2 separate regions of the Zea mays genome follow, and region 1 is linked to region 2. A link is a contact called in public Hi-C data. All regions are on one chromosome and are shown on one strand. The core of a region is the stretch at or near the end of the contact, and the rest is flanking DNA. Distances in the headings are between cores, read along the strand shown. Region 1 holds the start of LOC103630430 (delta-1-pyrroline-5-carboxylate synthase-like). Region 2 holds the start of LOC100193383.

Evidence for each region. A called contact is a pair of places that touch in the nucleus more often than the background predicts.
Region 1: a contact with region 2 is called in a Hi-C map of ear, with 1.9 times the contacts expected there. The contact joins the promoter of LOC103630430 here to the promoter of LOC100193383 in region 2. A contact is called at or near these places in 4 of 25 Hi-C or Micro-C datasets (bundle sheath, ear, leaf and 1 more).

The regions. Positions count from the first base shown.
Region 1 is chr6:162,322,255-162,325,666 of Zm-B73-REFERENCE-NAM-5.0, reverse strand. It overlaps LOC103630430 (delta-1-pyrroline-5-carboxylate synthase-like), which reads left to right and starts at 2,085. Exons shown (of 20, transcript NM_001352327.1): 1 at 2,085-2,288; 2 at 2,976-3,047; 3 at 3,167-3,373. The coding sequence starts at 2,229.
Region 2 is chr6:162,050,994-162,054,497 of Zm-B73-REFERENCE-NAM-5.0, reverse strand. LOC100193383 reads left to right here and starts at 1,684. Exons shown (of 6, transcript NM_001138512.1): 1 at 1,684-1,936; 2 at 2,192-2,279; 3 at 2,434-2,594; 4 at 2,687-2,738; 5 at 2,818-2,871. The coding sequence starts at 1,841. The coding sequence ends at 2,834.

The DNA.
Region 1 (3,412 bases), core at 836-3,335, 270 kb before region 2:
AAGGTTGTCTATTTTTTAGAGACCTCGTAAAAATCTAAATTTAGCTAAGATTATATCTAAACTCTTGGAGTTGCTCTTAGAGAGTATTTTTTACAACATTTTTTTATAATTATTAACCTTAGACTCCCTATTTATAGACATTTACTATATTTATTATACCCGTATATATAAGAACGTGTATATATATGCACATTTTAAATATGAAGTTCAACGGTTGTTGTTTATACATTTTTTTCATGAATCAAATGGTAGATCGGTTATGATTTTTTTCTATGCTTTGAATTTAATTTTGAAAAAAAAATGCTAATGCAACCCTGTATGGATTTTATACCATGTATTTGCAAAAAAATAAAACTTTGAATAATTGCACTAGAACCATGGTACACGGTCTATGAATTCTCTAAATCCTGCACAATTTAGACTTATCGCTATTTAGAGTTTCATATTTGTTTTCCTAACATAGTGAGTTTTTGGATGAACGAATGATTGGTATTAATCTTCAGAATTTATATATATCACGATCCTAAAAAATGCCAGGGTGTTTCTAATAGCATTTTGCCTAACTATTCATTCTATTTTTGTGACTTACTACTCGTCTACACGTAGTAAACCTTATATGCACATGATTCAGTTATATGCATACCTTCATAAATTAACAAGGCATATTCCGGACTTCCATAATGGCAACATCATATAGGACAGTCATTGTTAAATCCTAGTATGCTATTCAACTGTCACACAGGAGTGTGGAGCGGACCTTGCATTATAGCTTCTGATATTACTCTCAAAGTTAAATCATAAAATTAATATGTGATTCACTGCATGAGAAAAATATAGAAGATAACCTGTATTATGTTTGCATGATATTAGAAGTACTTTATGTATTCTAGCTCACATCATTTAATATATAGCGATTCCTATATTTTAATATATGTGTGGAATTTTTTCATAAAATTTTATTATAGAATATATAAATGGGTCTCGGCTAGTCGGGGATAGGTAAGGCTTGTTTTGGAACTAGCAATTTTAGAGAAATTATACAGGAATTTCATAAAGTTAGTTTAATTTTATAGAAAAAACGCAGGAAACAAAAAAATCGTCTCATTTCAAAGAAGCCCTAAATTCTGATTTATATTAAGGTCATGATATCTTACATCTCTGCATCTTTGGTATCTACCCTGTGGGACGGTAAAGCCGTAAAAGGCCAGCCGGCAGCCCATCGCGACCGCGCCGTGGCGAGCTGCGCCAAAATGCCGCGGCGCCGGCCGCGTGGATGCCCTTTTGGCTTTTTGCACTGTCTGTGTCAGGGGATGGCGCCTGCTGGCTGTGAGCTCAGATTCCACCCCCATCAGATCAGGTTGCCAAAGATGTTTGTCGCGTCGCGTGCGCCATATTTTCCACGGAGGCACGGCAATGTTGTCGTGCACCGCCAGGCGCCAGCACCCTCCGAGCTCGCCAGAGGCATCCAAAACCGGGTCAAGACGAAAAGTATATTATAGATCCATCACGCCCGGTCGTCAATCGCTGACCATTCGTGCGTGCCACCTACACAGTTCCCATCGCGATCCCGTATAGTGGCCGATCCCTCGCTGTCCCTGTCCCCTTTCGGCCTTTCCCATTGTTCATGAGCGTGGCATGTCAATGCAGCTCGCACAGCGTCGCGTTTGGACTTTGGAGTCCGGCTCGCCCGGTTGCTGAACACGACAGAGACCTGCACAAGCGTTCGCTTCTGACAGCTGCTGTGTAAATACGAGAACGCCAGTGTACGAGAGGAAGCCAAAAATACGTATCGTAAAATAATATATAATAATGCATGTAAACACAACAATCTACAACAGGCTTTAAAAATATGTTTTTTCCTCTGAACATTCTAGATTTATTATCTCAATGGTTTCGTTTCTTTCTATGATCCATATTTTACATAGTGACACGACACAAGCCTCAGTCAGGCGTTCCCCTTTTCCTTTGTGTACTGTTATTTGTTTATTGGATTTATTTAAAGCATAATTATCCGATGTGGTAGGTGGGTCCTACTAGTCAGTTGAAAGCTATAAAATCGCGCTTCAAAGACCTGTCCTCTCTCCACTCCTTGCGATTGCGGCGACGAGAGACGAGAGAGAGGGAGGTGCCGAAAAAAAAAACGGACAAGAGAGGGCGAAGTTAACACTAACAGGGAGGGCAGACGGAGAACCAGGAGCGGCGTCGAGCTAAAAGCCCCGGCGGCGGTCATGGCCACCGCAGACCAGAGCCGTATTTTCATGAAGGACGTCAAACGCGTCATCATCAAGGTGATTGGGTGATGATTGGATCGTTCGATTGGCGCGGCCGAACTGTTAGATCTAAATCGCGATTTTTTTTGGTTCTATCCGCATTGCGTTGTTCATATCTGAAGGAACGCTGTGTTTTATAATCTTGTTTTAGCGCGAATAGTTCTTGAATAACCGTGTTCGATTTTGGGTTTCTCTTCGTCTAGTCAGGCAGCAGGGTTTTGTCTGGGTTTTAATTTTTTTTTGCTTCTATCATTATAGTCGAGTTGACGGGTCGATGGTGAAAGTTGATACGTTCACTCCTGCGTTTGGAATTTGGTTGCCGTAATCTTTACTTTGTGATTTGTGTCAGATGGGAAATGCGTAAAGAAGCCATCCTTTCTGAATCTGATGTGCTCTTTTTTCGTATGCGAATCAACTCGTTCGAATTCCCTGATTGTTTCTTCTCTGTTTTTTTTTTGGGGAATGTCGGGTGGCAGCTGGGGAATCCTATTCCTATCTATGGAATTGAACGTGTCCGGGAAAAAGAGGGAATTGAACGGGCTGAACGGGCCCGGGAAAAAGTGGGTTGTTTTTGCGGGGTTGGGAGCAAACATGTTACATGTGTTGGTATTGCCATCGCTGAAAGCATTTGTGAATTACCTTATCCGTCTGAGATCTTCTTTGGTTGGTTTTGATTACAGCTGATTCTTACCTTGTTCACAACAGGTGGGCACTGCAGTTGTCACGAGGCATGATGGGCGAGTATCCACAGGCAATTTTGGTGTTCTTTGTGAACAGGTAGCAATTCTAGTCCAAACTTTCATAATGTTCCATCAAAGATTCTTAGCCAAATATGTTAGTTTATAGGATCCTCTGTGGAGGACACCCTACAAAATATTCTCCGCAATGCTTTGCAGGTGAAAGAGATAAATGCTCTAGGATACGAGGTGATCATTGTGTCCTCAGGTGCTGTTGGTGTGGGGAAGCAGAGGCTCAATTACAGGAAGCTTGTCAATAGCAGCTTTGCTGATATGCAAAAGCCACAGACGGAGCTGGATGGAAAGGCTTGCGCTGCCGTTGGACAGAGTGGCCTCATGGCTCTCTATGATATGCTATTTACTCAAGTGTGTTTGTTAACTTGCTATCCAAATTTGTCGTCAGTT
Region 2 (3,504 bases), core at 435-2,934:
TTTAGTTTTTAAAAGTTTACAAGTTCACTGGAAAGACACCATCGTTTGTAACATCAATTGTTTCAATAAATTATGTTATGTATTAAATACATTTTGAAATTGCATTTAATTAAAGTATAGATGTTAACATAATTTTAAGAAAAAACTTAATCAAAATCACAAAAATTTAACTTACTACAGAATCAATTTGGAACAAATGCAGTAGTTCGGGTTTAGATTATCTTTTCCATAAGGTTTTCACCTTTGAGTTGTAATTTGGCGGGGATGACATTTGTCAAAAGTAGACTGAACATCAGGTAGAGTTGTATCAAGGCCAGGTTATAGATTGTTTGGCACAGTCCACAATTAATTCGTATATAGTGTCGGGTTGGGTCAGGTTGGTCTGTGCCTTCCTGTGGAACGCGTCGTCGAGTCGTTTTTTTTTTGCTTTGGGTCGTGTTTTCGGTTAGGTCGTGTTTTGGATAAAAAATCATGGATTGTATCTATGCCATGGATTGTTGCGGGCCAAAACGTATGGTCTATTCCCGCCCATCATATTGTTTGGGTTAGGTTTTTTTGGCGAGCTAGACCAGGGCGATCGAGTCGAGGGGCCCATACTTAAGTACAGTAAAAAAATTATCTATAGTTATGATATTCGAACTTGTGTTACCAATAATTTATTTCTATGTTTTTTTATTAATTCCTATAACAACATGAGTGAGTCTAAAAAATGAAACTAGTTTGGGAAACAAATGACACATAGGTACTATAACGACATGCCAGCTAAAGGGGCAGCTAAAAGCAAGATAGCTAGTGTATCCAACAGGGAAGACATAGAGAGCAACCATTTTAGATAAGATGACAAAAAAGGTTAAATAAAAGCTAGCAAGGGGTATCTATTTTCATACATGTCTCTATGATAGAGAAGTACCACCATCCACCAACCCAATACCAGTACTATTTGACATAAATATAGATCGTAAAATGGCTTCTCTCCTGAATACACTAACAAGATAACCAACTAAACTATTGATGGCAGCCACGATGTTTGGTTCCACTCAAATAAAGTTTAGTCCTATTACATCGATGATAGTTGAGTCTTACATATAGTCTAATTATAAAAATAATTACATAAATAAAGACTAAAAGACGAAATAAATATATTAATCCTAACTAAGACTATATGTAATACTTATACTTGATATCCAAATATTTGATTTAACACAATCTAAACTTTTGTCTGTTGAACTAAATACTTCCTAAATGTCGCTAAAATGACTTCTTTCTAATGGAGGCCAAGGCTTGAATTCAGAGTCGTCCTTGAAATTTCGCGAGTATTATCAACCGCTTAAGAGTATGTACAATTCTAAAACGGTGGTTCGGTTTTTCAACTACAAAAGACAGCTAAGAGACTATATGATATAATTCTGATCCACTAAATCATAAATACAATTAAAAACATTATGTATAAAGAGTCATATAAAGAGAGTCCATCTTTTTTTTCACTTATAAACTCTTAAAACCCCCTCAAAAGCGTGTACATCCCCTAGCTATGCACTATTGCACTCTGCCAAGTCTGCAGGAGGATGAAAGCGAAACACAATTTTCTCCATCCAGCCCCCTTAAGATCTAGGAAATAGCGATACCGGGCTCCGTCGAGGCCTTTAAATGCCGGCACAGATGTTGGCCGGAGCAGGACGCCACGAGGCGAACAACCAACTGCTTCCTTCCGCGCCGCCGCCGCCTACAACGACCACTTCACGTGACTTACCTCTTCTCCGCCTCAAGTGTTCACGGCTCCATCCTCTCTAGAGTCTAAGCCCATCTCGCGAAGCCGCTAACGCCGAAAACGACCCTACATATGGAGGCGAAGAAGTCGGGTCCCGCCGCTGCCGGAGCCGCGGCGCCGCCGCCGGCTAACGGGTACTTCAGCACCGTCTTCTCCGCGTCGCCTGCGGTACGGGGCCGTCTCTTCACACCATCGTTCTGATGGATTCTTGGGGTCTTAGGGATCTTTTTCGTGGTTAGTGAATTGGTGCGATTTGCTGATGAGTCCGTTACTATGTTACGATTTGCGGAGTGAGCTCAACGTTTTTTTTCTCAATTTAAGTCTGATGATGAGGGATAATTTTGATAACAGAGGGAGCTATATGATTCTGTAAAATCTATTTGGATATGACGCTGACACTGTGGCTTCTGTTTTGCATTCAAGGGGAGCGCAAATGACGCAAAGCAGGCCGACCTGTACACGATGCTGAACAAGCAGAGCTCCAGAGGGCAGAATGGCAGTGGCATTACAGGTAGTTCTGGGTACTCCTGTCTATTTGATATATTTCTCTTCGATTTAGGTTGTGTTCACAAGCAAAGCGATACTTAGAACCTTTTTTTACCATCTTAGCTTAGCATTAATCTGGAGCATTTGATGTAAGTATGAAAGTTTAAATTCATGGTCAGATGGCAAATCACACGGCCGCCCTACTTACAAGGATGGAAAACATGCTTATCCAAATGACTCGTCAGAATCCCCTTACTTCGGTTCGTCCGTGCATTACGGTGGTCGGGAATTCTACAGCAGCACGTTACAGAAGCAGCCAGCCAATGAACCCCAGACAAAAGTACGTAGAACCTTTTTTATATATAAGTAATACATACCAATATACCATTTGGAGCACTGAAGTCTAATGTTTCTTTTGAATTTTAAATCCAGTACAAGGAGGACAAGTCGGATGGCTCTGCTACTAGAGGTGATTGGTGGCAAGGTATCATTGCATTAAGTTGTGTATTATCCTGAGTATACATGGGATGCATATGTACTCACTTGCTAGACTGCACTTTCAGGTTCACTTTATTACTGAACAATCTGCTGGGAACTCTCCTTTTTTTGTGAACAAGGTATACCATATATAGGACACATCATAGTTTCCAATTTGTGCTTTCCATTAGTAGTGCATTCCATTTTGAGTTATGTCCTTGTCAATGTCAACAACATCATACAGTTGTGTTTAGTTTGTTAACACCAGCATTTCAACCCATACTTACATCTTAACCAGCCTAGACTATATACTTCGACTTCAGAAGTTGTTCGGGGTTTTTTTGATAACAAATGATAGTTTGATAGTCTTCATACAAGTAACCCAATTGTGAGACATGCAGGATATGATGTAGAAGCTAAGTCCTAGAATTTTTTTCTGTCCCCAGGGATACTGCCCTTGATCATCTATCCAGCTTAGGTGTCCTATTCCAATCTTAGGAAGCTCAAAACATATCTTTCTTTTATGTTCTGTCACTATCCCGGCTCCATTCTGAAAAAAAAAATCGCAGTAGCCTGTAGAAGACTTACTTGCTAGTTGAATCCCAGACGGACTGCATGGTAGTGGAGGTTGACAACGACGGCTGTAACATAAAACTATCAACTTTTTTTATGAAGTGCAAGCTTTAACTTAATTAGTAGTAGAAAGTTTATCTTAGCAGCTTAGAGCAGGTTATATCACACCATCAGTTTTTACCTCCACTACTTTTTTTTTT